3 separate regions of the Sus scrofa genome follow, and regions 1 and 2 are each linked to region 3. A link is a contact called in public Hi-C and HiChIP or PLAC-seq data. All regions are on one chromosome and are shown on one strand. The core of a region is the stretch at or near the end of the contact, and the rest is flanking DNA. Distances in the headings are between cores, read along the strand shown.

Region 1 (4,752 bases), core at 2,017-4,516, 88 kb before region 3:
GGACCCGGAAGGAGGCTCTCTGTGCTCTGGGGAAACTGAAAGAACAGGTCTTCAGAGAGTCAGATATTTTCAAGAGAAGATTTTATGAGCCCGATTCTTGCATCACCTCCTATCTAGAAAAACACGAAAACCATCAATGATGACTGATGCTTTTGACTCGTACGTAGTCACCTCCATGCCAGCAGCAAACTTCTGCAAAATGTGTGTGCCTGGCTGCAGGCACCTCCCCCTTCACCTTTATGACTTCAATCTTGATTTTCCCCTTTCCTCTTTGGGGAAGTATTTCCAAGCTATCTGAGGTGCTGCCTCCTGGGCTGTGGTGCGTGGGCAAAACAAAAGATGTCACGGTCACCTGGCGAACAGCCACTCCCAAGGATGGGCCAGGGAGCCCTGAGGGAACTCGGGAAAGCATATCAAAGGAGTGATTCCAATAAGCCCAGACTTTTGTGTCTTCCCAGAGAAACAGTTTTCTATAAATCTTCTTCTGCAACTCCAGGTATCTGTAAATCTTTTGTTCCTACTATCTCCCCGTTGTTGCAAAAATTCCTATATCCTAGCTCCCCCCGCGCCTCCTGGGAGCAGTTTCTCAGGGCTACCTGAGATGCTGTCTCCCGGGCTTAAGTCCTAATTTCACCCCAAATAACACTTAACTCTCAGAGTTCCCGTCGTGGCTCAGCGGTTAACGAACCCAACTGGCATCCATGACGATGCGGGTTTGATACCTGGCCTCACTCAGTGGATTAAGGATCCGTTGTTGCCGTGAGCTGCGACTTGGTGTAGGTCACAAACAAGGCTCGGATCCAGGGTTGCTGTGGCTGTGGTATAGACCGGCCTGGGAACCTGCATATGCCACAGGTGCAGCCCTAAACAGGTAAAAAAAAAAAAAAAAAAAAAAAAAACCCACACACACAAAAAACACAAAAAACAAAATTTAACTCTCAACTTTCAGGTTGTAGTTTTTTTTTTAGTCCACAGATCTTTTCCATTTACTCTTGTATTTTGAACTTTTACATCATTCTTCAGTTCAAGTGAACGTTGGACTTAACTGTGAACACCTTAAGCTGAGCCCAAGCTCCCGATCACTGATTATTCTCAACACACCCACCCCACCTGGTGTCCAAGGCTGAGCTAATTCTCCTTCCACACTAGTTTAGCAGAAGAGAAACCTCACAGATGTGAAATGACGTTCAGGTTTCATAATGAGCCTGACAGAAGCCGATTCCGAATCTCCTTTGAGTCTAACCTCACTCTGGTCCCCCACCTAGAGGGAGAGGCTGGTTAACCATCTGCAGCCCAGACCCTATTCCAGCTGCCTGGGCATCTGTTATGCTGCCTTGCAGTGCCAGTTAGGGCCATGCCGAGACCATCTTTAAGTTCAATGCGCTTTTAGGCATTTAAAATGTGAATGCATTTTAGTCACAAACTTTTATCCACAAATCATTTCTTCCTCTTTACTTTTCTTCTCTCCTTTTCAGCGCTGCCTAAGGCACATAGAAGGGGTCAACGTGGAGCTGCAGCTGAGGCTTACATCACAGCCACAGCAACGCTGGCTCAGAGCTGCATCCGTGGCCTATGCTGCAGCTTGCGGCAGTGCTGGATTCTTCAGCCACTGATCGAGGCCAGGGATCGAACCCACATCCTCAAGGACACTATGTCAGGTTCTTAACCTCCTGAGCCACAATGGAAACTCCAATTAAGCATTTCTTACTCTGTATTTTTAATATCTTTTAATTTTTTTAATTTCCCCAATACATTTTTTTTTCTACTGTATAGCATGGTGACTGAGTTACACATACATGTACACATTCTATTTTCTCACATTATCAGGCTCCATCCTAAGTGACTAGACATAGTTCCCAGGGCTACACAGCAGGATCTCATTGCTCATCCATTCCAAAGGCAACAGTCTGCATCAATTAACCCCAAGCTCCCCAACCACCCCCCTCCCTCCCCCTTCCCCTTGGCAACCACAAGTCTATTCTCCAAGTCCATGATTTTCTTTGCTGTGCTTAATACCTTTTAAAATACTAATTTGTGGAGTTCCTGTTGTGGCTCGGCCGAAACAAATCTGACTAACATCCATGAGGATGCAGGTTCAATCCCTGGCTTTGCTCAGTGGGTTGGGGATCCTGTGTTACCATGGGCTGTGATGTAGGCTGCAGACACGGCTAAGATCTGATGTTGCTGTGGCTGTGGGCATAGGGCGGTGACTGCAGCTCAGATTTGACCCCTAGCCTGGGAATCTCCATGTGCCCATGGGTGTGCCCCTAAAAAAAGACCCTCCCCCAAATTAAAATACTAATTTGTAAATGATATAGGACAACTGTTCTAATAAGTTTATGTACATTATAAAATGTAAATGTTGAAGTATGAGATTAAAAAAAAGTATAAATAGAATTCCTAAATTTCCTTTTAGCAGCCCAGGGGGTCAGCTCACAAAGCATGTGCACACACACACAAACACACATGCCATCCGGTGTACACACTTTTTAAAACCTTCCAATCCAGTTCATTCTGGAACCTGGGTCTGTAGAATCAGCACTGTGACCTGGCCACCAAGGAGCTGGGATGCCAGGAGCCACGGGAAGGGTGAACTATTTCCCTTTATACCTACCCTGCCGTAGACACAATCTATGAGACTATGGGTGAGAAAAGAGTATTGCCTGCATGATTGTGTTACTGCATTTTTAAGACACCAAAGCATATTGTATCCTGCCCACAAATTGCTTTATAAATGATGCAATTTATATGATTTTTAGTTGACGGTATAGGTTCTTATTTCAGTATCTCTAAACCCAAACTATTGCAAGAGGAATGTATAGAGGAAAACTGCCTTCATTAGTAAGCGAGAATATCCATCACAGTCACTTTACAGAAAATGGGTAAGGACAGATATTGGACAAAAACTAGAAATGCCACATTAGCCCTTTTCAAAGCTGATCCTCAGCCACGGGCAGAGGTCGTTCCCCTTTAGGCCAGACGGTGGCGCGCGAGGCAAATGGTGCTTCTAAACTGGCATCCTGAAGGTGCGGACTTGAGATGGTGAGAAACGTCTCGATGGGGCGAAAGGGAGAAGCATCTGGAAGCCATGCTGGGTGAGCCTCCGCTGCTGCGAAGACAGGACTCTGCAAAAAGGAGAATAAAAGGGCCCACGTTGAGTGGGCGCTTCAGAGGGAGACCTGGCAATTGGATACAAGGAGACGCCAGAGCAGCCAGGACCTAGCCCAGCGGCTGGGGCAGCGGCGGGAAAAGAAACCGCTTGCATGAAAACGACTGCCCCTTGGCGGCAGGAATGCCAGGCCCTGACTTGGGAGTAAGAGGCTTGGCTTGCTTCTGGCCCAGCGTGCGGCCTGGGGCCCGCTGTGCAGTAAAAGCCAGGAACAAAAGCCGGAGAGAGCGTCATTAGAATTCAGTATTTTAGCATTAACCCCCATTTCTGCCTTTCAAGTGTAATGAGAGGCCTTTTCAAATGAATGTGTGTGCCTTTCATATGCAAATGAACTCAAGGGGATAATTTTTCCTGTGACTTATTACCTTACATAATTATGATTGTCTTTTGCAAGTAAAAAAAATCTGTCTTTCTGATCACTGTTGAAATACAGTTAATTCTCGTCTCTATTTAAATAAACCTGAAAAAAGAGCCACATAGGCAGAAGCGCTTTTAAAAAAAAAAATTTTGGCCACCCCGTGGCATATGAAGTTACTGGGCCAGGGATCAGATCCCAGCCGTAGTTGTGATCTATGCAGCTGGCGAATGTTCAATTTAAGGAAGGAAGTGCTCCTAAAAGCTAGGATTGTACATTTAGCTTAAGTCTGCATATTTTTCAAGAAAAGACTTCTAAAATGGAATGTTGCCCAAACCTGGAATTTTCTCAATAAACAAAGCATTTTCTGCATCCCTGCCCTTTATAAGAATAAACTAAACTATCCGGAGATGTGTACATTTGGATTCCTTTCCAATTTCTGAATAACCTCTAATTGATGTCATAATTATAAAAACTTCTTTCAATTCTTAGAAAACCTAGGGAAGGGCAAAGAGGCCTGTGGCTCACAGTGATGCAATAAGCAAGAATAATGATAAAAAAAAAAAAAAAAAAAGAATGAAAAAAAAGGCCAGCATCCTCCAGGGCAATAACCACTCTTGAGGAGGCTGAGCCACGATACAAATTGAGCGGAATAGCCCGCACCTCTTCCAGAAACTCGCAAGTTCAAGACAGATTTTGCAGTCAGAAAAGAGAGCCAGATCCTCTATCATTTCCTAATTTTCTATTTCACTTTGTCCCTTGTTCCTTAAAAATTTTCTCTAACTTCTTTTTCCAACCCACAGGGGCCCTCCATTCCAGGAGGAGCTGGGTTCTGTAAGAAGGAAAAACCAAGACCTTTTTTCCAGGAAACACCCTTGGAATGTCTGTGCCCTTGGATTCTCCTCCCAAACTCAACTCTCCTGTGGCCCCCCAAGGGTGCATCCAGATGTGGGGTTGTTATCTATTGTTGTGCAGTTTGGAGAAGGAGGCAGAGACATGGAAGGAAAGCCTGCTGCTCAAATGTGTTCACGTCTGGGAAGGACAGGATCTTGGTTGGTTGGAAAAAAAAAAAAAAAAAGACTTATTTGAAAACAATGTAGTCATTTTCTCAAAGTTATACCATGATCCAATTTAAAATAGGGTGGGAAGCAACCTGCTGATATCCTGATCCAGCTCTAAATTAGCGTTCAGAAAACCAAATGCCTAAATTGTTCGTTACATGAAAGCC
Region 2 (4,592 bases), core at 470-2,969, 81 kb after region 3:
AGGAAGGTCTCTTTCTGGTCAGAACTGGGGGTGCAGCCATATAATACAGAGCAAATCCAGTGCAAAGAGCAAGGGGCTTGGGTGGGGCTGGTTGTCACCATTTGAGATGCCAAGCTGGGTGCCATATTGCACCATGCTCTCATGGGGCAGGAAAATGACTTGGGCATGGGTATCTCGAACGCCAGTTTATTGGCCTTCCCCCGTGCTTCCCTGCCCTCCTTTAAAATCTGGGAAGAAAGAAGGTTGAGAAACCTGCTGGAAGCCCTAGGATAAGCCACAGGAGATCCCCTCCCAACAACGTACCCACTTTGTGGTCCTGGAAGGCAGGGGTGGTTGGAGTCTTGCACAGAAATAAACAAGCAGACCCCAGAGCATGCTAGGAAAAGACTGCTCTGGTGCTCCAGGGATGGGGTTGGGAAGCCGAGGGCCGTCCCTTGCTCTGGAATGGAGAACAGCCAGCCGGAGCTTGACCTGAACTTTTGCAAACTCTGTTGATTGTAAAAAACCAGAAGACAGGAGGCCGGCAGGGGCAGCCCAGGCGAAGCTTCAAGTGAGAGCCTCCAGATCTCCTTCTGCAGATAAACACAGGGCTGTGAAGAACAGAAAGCAAAGCAATGTGCTCAGGAGGGCTGGGGGTGGTTTTAGATGGGTGGTGAAGCTACAGCCAAGCTGAGACCTCAGAGAGCAAAAACAGGAGGAAAGCTTCGGGTGAGGGTGAAGCATCTGTGCAAAGGCCCTGAGTCCGGAAGTATGCATGACGAGCTGAGGGAGGGCGGCATGTGCCGGGGGCAGAGTTTACAGATGTGGGCAGCACCCCCAGAGTATCCTAGGAGAAGAGGTGGCAGAAATCTCCGCCACTCTGTACACCAACGCCAAACAGACACGCAGGGACAGAGTTGGAGGAAACCGAAAAAGTAGCTTTAACTGCCAGGCAAAGAGGGGGCACAGCAGGCGAGTGCCTCAAGGACTGTGCCCCCCCACACCTTGGAGGGGGCAGTGAGGAGTCTGATAGTGTTTGGGAGCAGGGCGTGGTCAGCTCATGGACTCTTTCCTGATTGGCTGGTGGTGAGGTCATTGGGCGTCCACGTCATCAACCTTCTGGTTCCAGTGGGTCTGGGGTCTAGGTGCTTGTGGGCAGCACACAGTTAACTTCTTCCACCTGGTGGGTGCTTCAGCACCTGCCAGATAGCCCCAAGGACACAGCTCAGAATATTATCTATGGTCCTTGAAGAAGAACCAAAGGTCCTTGACTTTGTTGAATGGCTAAGTTATTATTGCTGTTTCTTTTTTCTCTGTTTTTGTTGTTGTTGTTGTTGTTGTTGTTTTTTGTTGTTGTTTTTTTGGGTTTTTTTTTTTTTTTGCTTCTCTGATTAAATTGGTTCTGTGACTAAAGTTTTTTATAAAAAGGCAGGTGGAGGACATGAGTGGGGCTCCACTCTGGGGAGGCCTCGCGGGGTCCTGCTCGGTAACAAGGAGGAGGGCGAAGACGCCACCTGTTCTCTGAGGTCCCTCTGTTGTCACCTGCAGCCCCAAGCCACCCAGGGGGCCAGTGGAGGAGATGTCTGATTCAACAGCCAAAGAACTGGCCTCCTGTCCCCCTTACCACGGCTGAGGGGGACACTTACCTTCTCTGCTGGTCCCTCCTCCACCTTAAACATTCCAAGCCATTATCCACACACTGCCCACAGCTTATCGTAGTCTCAACAAAGAGGGCAAAGCCAGGACACTGGCCACGCCCTCCACCCTTCCTGTTTTTCTCTGCGGTTTATTCACATCAGTCCTTCTCACGGGAGACCCTGGCCATGTTTGGAGACATTTTTGGTTGGCACAAGTGGAGCAGGTGCCCCTGGCATCAAATGCTAAGGGAAGAGATGCTGCCAACACCCCACAGTGTACATGGCGCCCCCTAACCACAGAGAATGAGCCCATCCAAAATGTGGGTGGGTGGGTAAGAAGGAAGCCCATTTTGGGAGTTTACTAGGCAGGATTTTGTGCCAGGAAAAAAAAAAAAAAAAACCCTGGAGTTCCCCCGTGGTGCAGCGGTTAAGGATCTGGCGCTGTCACTTGTCACTGCAGTAGCTTGGGTTCAATCCCTGGCCCCCTGAAATTTTTGTGTGCCGCCTGCATGGCCAAAAAAAAAAAAAAAAAAAAGACCGATAAAAAAGCTGGCTCAGCTCCTTCCAAAATTAAATACCTCCCTCCTTTTGTCACACTCCGGTAAACAAATGAGTTTCTATTTCAGTCTGTGGGGTGGGTTTTCCGAATGTTTGACGGGTGCCTCGTGGACAGCGAAGTGCGGTTTGCTGAGCATCAGAAGGAGAAGTCCCGGAGTGGGCCAGGGCCATAGACATGGGCAGGCAGAGACCCCTGGGCTGGGGGCTGCTCAGAGCGTCCAGCAGCTGGGACACACCCCGCTAGGTCCTCCCCGTGAAAAGGACCTGGATGCAGGGCTTCAAGCTGGCAGAACTTCCTGGCACCACGGATTTCCACTTCTGGGCTCTTCTGCCTTTTATACACGGGCCCAAATTGTAAGCAGGGGTGTGTCTGAAAGCATCTTTATGTGGATATAGATAACGGCAATATCATTCCAGACCACTGTGCTATGGGCTGAACCGTGTCCCCCTCAGCTTCAGATGCTGAAGTCTTAACCCTTGGTAACTCAGAAGCTGACTGCATTTGGAGATGGGATCTTGACAAGAGATAATGAAGATAAAAGGGAGTCACATGGGCCTTAATCCAATAGGACTGGTCCCTAATATGGGGACACAAACGCACTCAGAGGGATGACCGTGGGAGGACCGGGGGTGGGGAGTGGGGGTGGGTAGGGGGAGACACCATCTACAAGCCAAGGAGAGAGGCCTCGGGAGGAACCACCGCCAGCACCTCGATCTAGACTTGCAGCCTCCGGAATTACAAGACAACAACCTTCTGCTGTTTAAGCCCCGGGTGTACAGTACTTTGTTTCGGCAGCCCGGGCTGGCTAATGCAGCAGAAATTCTTCCATGCAGGCTGCCACCCAGAGCCTCCATCTCCTTTGTGGACCCTGGCTGAGAAGCAGTTGGGTCTCTGATCACCATCAGGCAGGAGGGCCTCATTACAGAGAAGTCATTTAGCTTGGGGTATTAGTTTCTACTTGCTGCTGTAACAAACTACCGCTAACTTGGAAATTTAAAACAATGCAATATAGGCTCTGGCAAGTCTAGAGGCCAGAAATCCCCAACCCGTTTCCCTGGGCTGTGCTCTGCCCTGGGGCTACTGGGGTGCATCTCTTTCCTGGCCTTTTCCAGCATCCAGAGCTGCTTCCCTCAGGTCCTTGGTTGGTGGTCCCTTCCTCCAGCTTCAAAGTCAGTGGTGTAGCATCTTGCTTCTGCCATCACGGCCTTCTCTTCCGTGTCAACCCCCCCACCACCACCCCATCTACATTTTGGAGCACTTGTGATGGCATTTAGGTCCCACCTGGATGATCCAGGCTAATGTCCCATCTCAAGATCCTTAATCACGCTTTTGCCATGTAAGGGAAACTATTCACAGGTTCTGGGGACTAGGGCATCTCTAGGGGAGGGACATTAGGCAGCCCAGCATGTGCCTTAAGGGGTGGCCAGAGTGTTAAGTCATCAGACACAGACTCAGCTGGCAACGTGTGCACTAGGAGGCGCCCTCAGAGAAACTGGGGTGTTATAGATCCTCTTGCAAAGCTTGCCCAGAATATCTTCCCAGAAGCATTTACACTCTTTTTTAATTTTTTGTAGGGTCCCCCCCTTGGCATATGAAGGTACCCAGGCTAGAGGTTGAATCAGAGCTGCAGCTGAAGCCTACACCACAGCCGCAGCAACACCAGATCCAAGCCACATCTGTGACCTACGCCTCAGCTTGTGGCCACGCCAGATCCTTAACCCACTGAATGAGGCCAAGGATCAAACCGGCATCCTCACAGAGACAACATGGAGTCCTTAACCTGCTGAGCCACAGGGGAACTCCTAACATTTACATTTTTGAAGACAGCATCCGATGAATGGCGTAGCGGTCAAGTGACAAGGGCAGTATTAGGGACAACGCCATTACCTTGAGCCACTGCCACCCACTGTGTTGAAGGAAAGAAGCCACATTTACGCAGCCAGACCGGAAACCTCCAGAAGGGGCCCCATCCCCAAGACCAGACCGGTGCTTCCTCCTTAGGTTGTGCAACGCGTTGTTTATGGGTAGTGGGGTCTCCCCTTTCTCTGTCCCTGTAGCCAGAGCCCCGCAGCGGGCAACCTGCAGAGTGTGAGTGGAGGTTTTGGCAAAGCTTATTTTTTTCCCCCAACCCAGGAGGGTTTTGTTTTTTTTTTTTTTTCCCTTTCCCTAAAAAAGCATGCCTTTCAAGAAGCAGCCCCAACAGTCACAGGGGCTAACGAATCCTAACAAACACATCATTAAACGTGTATACGACTTCCTTCCAGTACATTCCATCCAGAGGCAGAGGACAGTTAAGGCATTGATTCTCAGACCACCCACCTCATTGTTCCCGCCCACCCCTCATTTGATTACATTGCCTCCAGGCCAAAAAAGAGAAAAAAAAAAAAGTCATAAAGATCTAAGTTGCTGCTTCTCCT
Region 3 (4,778 bases), core at 1,438-3,937:
TGAGCCTCGTCTGCGACCCACACCACAGCTTGTGGCAACACCCAATCATTAACCCACTGAACGAGGCCAGGGATGGAACCTGCATCCTCATGGATACAGTCAGGTTCATAACTTGCTGAGCCACAGTGGGAACTCCCTCCTATATGTTTTTTTAAAGGACTTTTCATAATATTCTCCCAGGGGGGAGCTTAGAAAAAGTCCCTTAGTAGTTATATCATTTCGAGCCTCTTTTGACCCTATGCTGAACAAGTTCTTTCCATTTTTGGTTCTATGTCGAATGGCCATTATGGCCAGATGACGTAGGTCTCAGGTCTCGTAAACAGCCTTGTTTCCAGAGGAGGGAACTGATTCAAGGTTTAGCGAGTTAGAGCAGAGAAAGGTAGTTTTTCAGGAGCAGACTGTCTCCAAACTCCTGTGCCCCTTTTTTTTTTTTTCCTTTTTTAGGGCCGCACCTGTGGCATATGGAAGTTCCCGGGCTAGGGATTGAATCAGAGCTGCAGCTGCTGGCCTACACCACGGCCACAACAACGCTGGATCCAAGCCCTGCATCTGTGACCTATATGGGCAGCTTGAGGCAATGCCGGATCCTTAACCCACTGGGAGAGGCCAGGGATCGAACCCATACACTTGCAGACACTATGTCTGGTCCTTAACCCACTGAGCCACAACGGACACTCCCTGTGCCCCTTCTTTTGACATCTTTCAGCTCAGATGTGATGGTAACGCCCCTTCTGTGCCCACCCCCCACTGTCAGCCCCTAAAGAAAGAAAGATGCCTTCCTAAAGGGTTAGTGGACCTCAGGGACTCAGGGGCCCCGAACTCTGAGCACTGGACACACATGGGTATGGGGGCAGGTGCTATGGACAAGGCAGCCAGCCCCACTCTAGGCAACTGAACTTGACCCAATGGCTGTCTGCAACAAGCTCCTAAGCGGCTCTCAAGGGCTGCATGAGTAGCCTGGGGGAAAAGACCCTCTATTAGCTGAAACTGCAGCCCAGATGAGTCAGTATTTTCTGCTACCATTAAAAAAAAAAAAAAAAAGTAGCATACTCTTTGCATCTCCATGGTAACTTACTATGGATCTGTATTCCATTTATGAACCTCCTTCTTGACCTATCAGTGGTTTCTGATCCAGGCCTGAATATACACAGAGAGACCATCAGAATCAATTCAACCTGCTGTAAATACAAACCCTCTCAGCACCGGGTTTTTTGAGCCTCCACAGACCCTGTCTCACCCACGTAATGATGATACCTGGAGACCCTCAGGTACCTGGAAACATTAAGGCACAATAGTATCTCAATTATCCAGATGACTCCGGAGTTAGGGTTGCCATGGAAACCGGGAACCTTGGTAACAGAGAAGGGAGGCTGCTCCTCTCTCCCTTCACAGCACTGCAGTCCCTGGCCTTGCCTAAGCTGAGCTATTGTATTTTCTATCCACCCCTGGGCATCTAAATATTTCTCCAAGGAGTTCCCGTCGTGGCTCAGCAGTTAACGAACCTGACTGGCATCCATGAGGGCGCAGGTTCCATCCCTGACCTCGATCAGTGGGTTGAGGATCCGGCATTGCCCTGAGCTGTGGTGTAGGTCATAGACACGGCTCGGATCCAGTGTTGCTGTGGCCCTGGCATAGGCTGGCAGCTACAGCTCCGATTGGACCCCTAGCCTGGGAATCTCCATATGCCGCCGGTGCCGTGAAAAAGAGAGAAAAGACAAATAAATAAATAGATAAATAAATACTGAGAATGTGACCGGAATCTGAATAGGAAATGTGTGCATTTCTAGCCATGGACTCAAGTATCTCCTGCTAAAAATGGAAACTCTGGGGGGGAAGGGTGACGGTTTTGACCATAGTTGGAAGTCAGATAGCCTGGAGTTTCAACCCTGAATTTCCCACTCACACGTCCTATGACTCGGCAAGTTATTTACCCAAAGGGCCCATTCCCTCATGTTTAATGTGAGGACAATTATCCTGAGAATGAGCCCAGGGAAGCTCTTTCAAAGGCTGGTTCCTACTAAGACACCGCTCAACTCTAGGGGGCGCCACTTCCTCGGAGGCGGTAGGAACAGGGCTTCCCGGAGCAGAGGGGCGCTCTGTGACCCAGAAAAGGGCCCACCTTGTACGTCTATCATGTCTTTTAGTGTCTTTTCAGGACAGAAGAGTCAGAAGTCCACGAAGAGGTCCAAGAATTGGGCCAGAAATAGTCCCTTATGACCCAAGCCCTGTGGCCGCTCGGTGGCACCAGCACTGCTCCAGTCCTGCCAGGACAGGTTTTGGTGTTAAAGTCTCCGCACCAGCGGAAGAAACCAAAGAAAGACTCTCCTTCTGAGCTCCCGGGACACACACAGGGCTCGAGTCCTCGGGGTCCCCGGCCCACCACGGCCCCCCGAACCGCAGGCAAGGGACAGAGCCCAGTGACAGCGGGCGCCGAGCGAGGCCGGGCTTGGAAGGACTGGCTCCGCCCCCTGCTCTTCTCCTCCCCCCGCCTCCACTCCGCTCCCCTCCCCTCGGCTTCCCCCCTCCCCTGCTCCCGCCCTCTCGCGACTTTGCTCCCTTCTCCACCCCCACCCCTCCCCTCCCGATCTCCTCCCCTCTCCCCTCCCCTCTCGCCTTTCCCCTCCCCCGCCCCCCTCCTCCCCTCCCCGCGGTCGCCTCCCCTCCCTCCTCCGTCCTCCCCCGGCTCCTGAAGAGCGCGCAGCGAAGGGGACCGGCCAGTTACTTCCTCCAGCGGCGGCGCGGAGCGCGGTATCGCCCCAGCCCTGAGCTCCCGGAGCCCGCCGCCCGCCGCTCCCTGCCGGCTCAGGCCTGCCGAGCGCCCTCCCCGCGTCCCGGCCCCGCCGCCCGCGCCCTCCCCGGCGCGCACCGAGGAGTCCGGGCCCCGAGTCGCCGGCCGCCCTGCCCGAAGCGGCGCGGTAAGAGCAGGGTCGGGCCGGGTGGGCGGCCAGGGTCCGGCAGGTCCGGCGGGGAGCGCCCTCCGGGCCCCGGTTCCTCTGCCGAGGGATCCAGAAACGGCGTGGAGGACGTGGGTGGCGCGGAGAGCCGGATCCCAGGGCGCAGCCGGGGTCCCGGAGGGGTGGCGGCTATTCCTAGGATCCAGGGGTCGCGCTTCTGAGATCCGATCCGCTCAGCTCGTGGTATGGATGGCCCAGTGGCTTTGGGGGCGGCAAGTGGGGCGCGGAGTGGGCCCGGCGATGACGCGCGGAGCCGGCTGCGAACTTGGGCCGCGGTTCTGGGGTCGCCGAGCCGGCTGGGGCGGGCGGGGCGCGCCGACTTGTTTCACTTGCTTTTGTCTTAAAAGGAAACGCGGGCGTGGTGGGGGGCCCTTGCCAGTGGGCGCCTGGGAGACCTGATATCGCGAAGGGGCTGGGGGACGCCGGAGAGGGTGTCGGAGGGGCCCCGGCGCGCCCGGGTTTGTGGGTGACTTACTGGAGGGCGCCGGGCCCGGGCAGATCGGGGTCTAGGGGCGCATGAAACACCTTGGAAGCTACGGATCCCCGAAAACAGGCGGATCCCAACCCCCCGGTCACCTGCTCCGCCACGTCCAGGGCCCGGCCGGGGCGGCGGGCGAGGGAGGCGCCGGGAGGGTCCTGGCGCTCGAGCGAGACCCCCGTGGGCGCCCCAGGTCCTCTATATCTCGGGCCCTCGGTCCTGCTAGGCGAACCTGGGGAGCCAGTCGGAAGTGGGGATGTAGGTGCGCCAAGCTGCCTTTCCCGGTTCTTACAGCATTTTAGATGAAGAGGTAACAGCGATTGTGCGTGTGTGTTTTTTAAAGCACAAGAGATTTTTTTATATTATCCTGTATTCAATTATAGGGTATCCTAAAATAGTAGTTGACGTGCGACTTATTTAGAAAGTAAAGAAGTGAGCCAGTCCCCCCTTTGGATTGAGAGGTAATTTATTTTAATTTACCACTGAGAGATGATGTTTGTTCCGCACAGTGGAAGCGCCTGTGCGCCCTGTGCCTGCCCACACCACCGCCGATCAGAGAGAGAAATCTCCCAGTTAAGGTTTATTAAAATTCTGAATAATATCACAGTACAATAAATGTTAGCGCTCTGGGTCCTGCAGGAAAATAGCTGAACACTCATTTCGGGAATTAGTCATTCCTGACTCTATAAATTGATAACCTTCAAAGGAAAAAGCAAATCAATCTTCGAAAGTGCGTTTTGAGGTTTTCTTTTTCTTTTCTTTTCTCCTCAAATTTACCGAAATACAAACCCGTGTTCTAATCTCGCAGAAGGAATCACTTGTCCCCCGAGGGTACCGTTGGCCGGCAAGTTTTGCTTGTTTAAAAATGTTATCCTTCTCAGCCCTTTCGTGGCTGCCATTTCCCGTTTGTGTTGTTGTAGTTCAAAGGCAACAATCAGGAGGGCACCCCCCCCCCAAAAGACCTAAATGTGAAATTGACTTAGGATGTGGAGAAACTTGGCCTGTCTGCCACCTTGACTGGCCTCGTGGAGTCAAAGACGGGAACTTAAATTTGATTAGTTATGTGTCTGCCAGAAACCATTGGTAGCGCGCTTTGATTCTACATGGTTTTTACAAAACAAATTAAAAGCTGGACAACAAAAGAATTCTATTCTGTAGCTAGTAATTACAGCTCTCTGTGTGGGAGGGGTAGACTGCCTTTCCTCCTGGTGTTTGTACACAAAAACCAGGCGAGGCTTAGTCCATTGCCCTCCACGTCCATTCTCTGCGAAGCTGAAGTGTGGGATAAAACTGGACGAAGAAGATGGATAACTGTCCACATCCTTTCATTCGGCTCCTGTTTGAAG

Evidence for each region. A called contact is a pair of places that touch in the nucleus more often than the background predicts. HiChIP or PLAC-seq counts read pairs in DNA pulled down with a chosen protein or histone mark.
Region 1: a contact with region 3 is called in a Hi-C map of retroperitoneal adipose tissue, with 2.4 times the contacts expected there. The contact joins the enhancer-like site here to the promoter of ETS2 in region 3. A contact is called at or near these places in 1 of 5 promoter capture datasets (liver), 20 of 47 Hi-C or Micro-C datasets (alveolar macrophages, brain, embryonic fibroblasts and 12 more) and 2 of 2 datasets of contacts at active chromatin or transcription factors (alveolar macrophages and skeletal muscle).
Region 2: an H3K27ac HiChIP or PLAC-seq map of alveolar macrophages shows a contact between it and region 3. The contact joins the enhancer-like site here to the promoter of ETS2 in region 3. A contact is called at or near these places in 1 of 5 promoter capture datasets (liver), 3 of 47 Hi-C or Micro-C datasets (alveolar macrophages, blood and liver) and 2 of 2 datasets of contacts at active chromatin or transcription factors (alveolar macrophages and skeletal muscle).

Annotation. Positions count from the first base shown.
Region 1 is chr13:202,372,850-202,377,601 of Sscrofa11.1, forward strand. No RefSeq gene overlaps it. Among named protein-coding and RNA genes, the nearest start is that of ETS2, 89 kb to the right of the region's middle. Within about 2 kb of position 3,267, at least 33 of the 83 cell types and tissues checked have an H3K27ac peak or open chromatin away from gene starts, as enhancers often do. A contact at or near this core is called in alveolar macrophages, epiblast stem cells, liver and 3 more, where this site is marked.
Region 2 is chr13:202,544,027-202,548,618 of Sscrofa11.1, forward strand. No RefSeq gene overlaps it. Among named protein-coding and RNA genes, the nearest start is that of ETS2, 82 kb to the left of the region's middle. Within about 2 kb of position 1,720, at least 13 of the 83 cell types and tissues checked have an H3K27ac peak or open chromatin away from gene starts, as enhancers often do. A contact at or near this core is called in alveolar macrophages, where this site is marked.
Region 3 is chr13:202,461,654-202,466,431 of Sscrofa11.1, forward strand. It overlaps ETS2 (protein C-ets-2), which reads left to right and starts at 2,688. Exons shown (of 10, transcript XM_021070986.1): 1 at 2,688-2,915.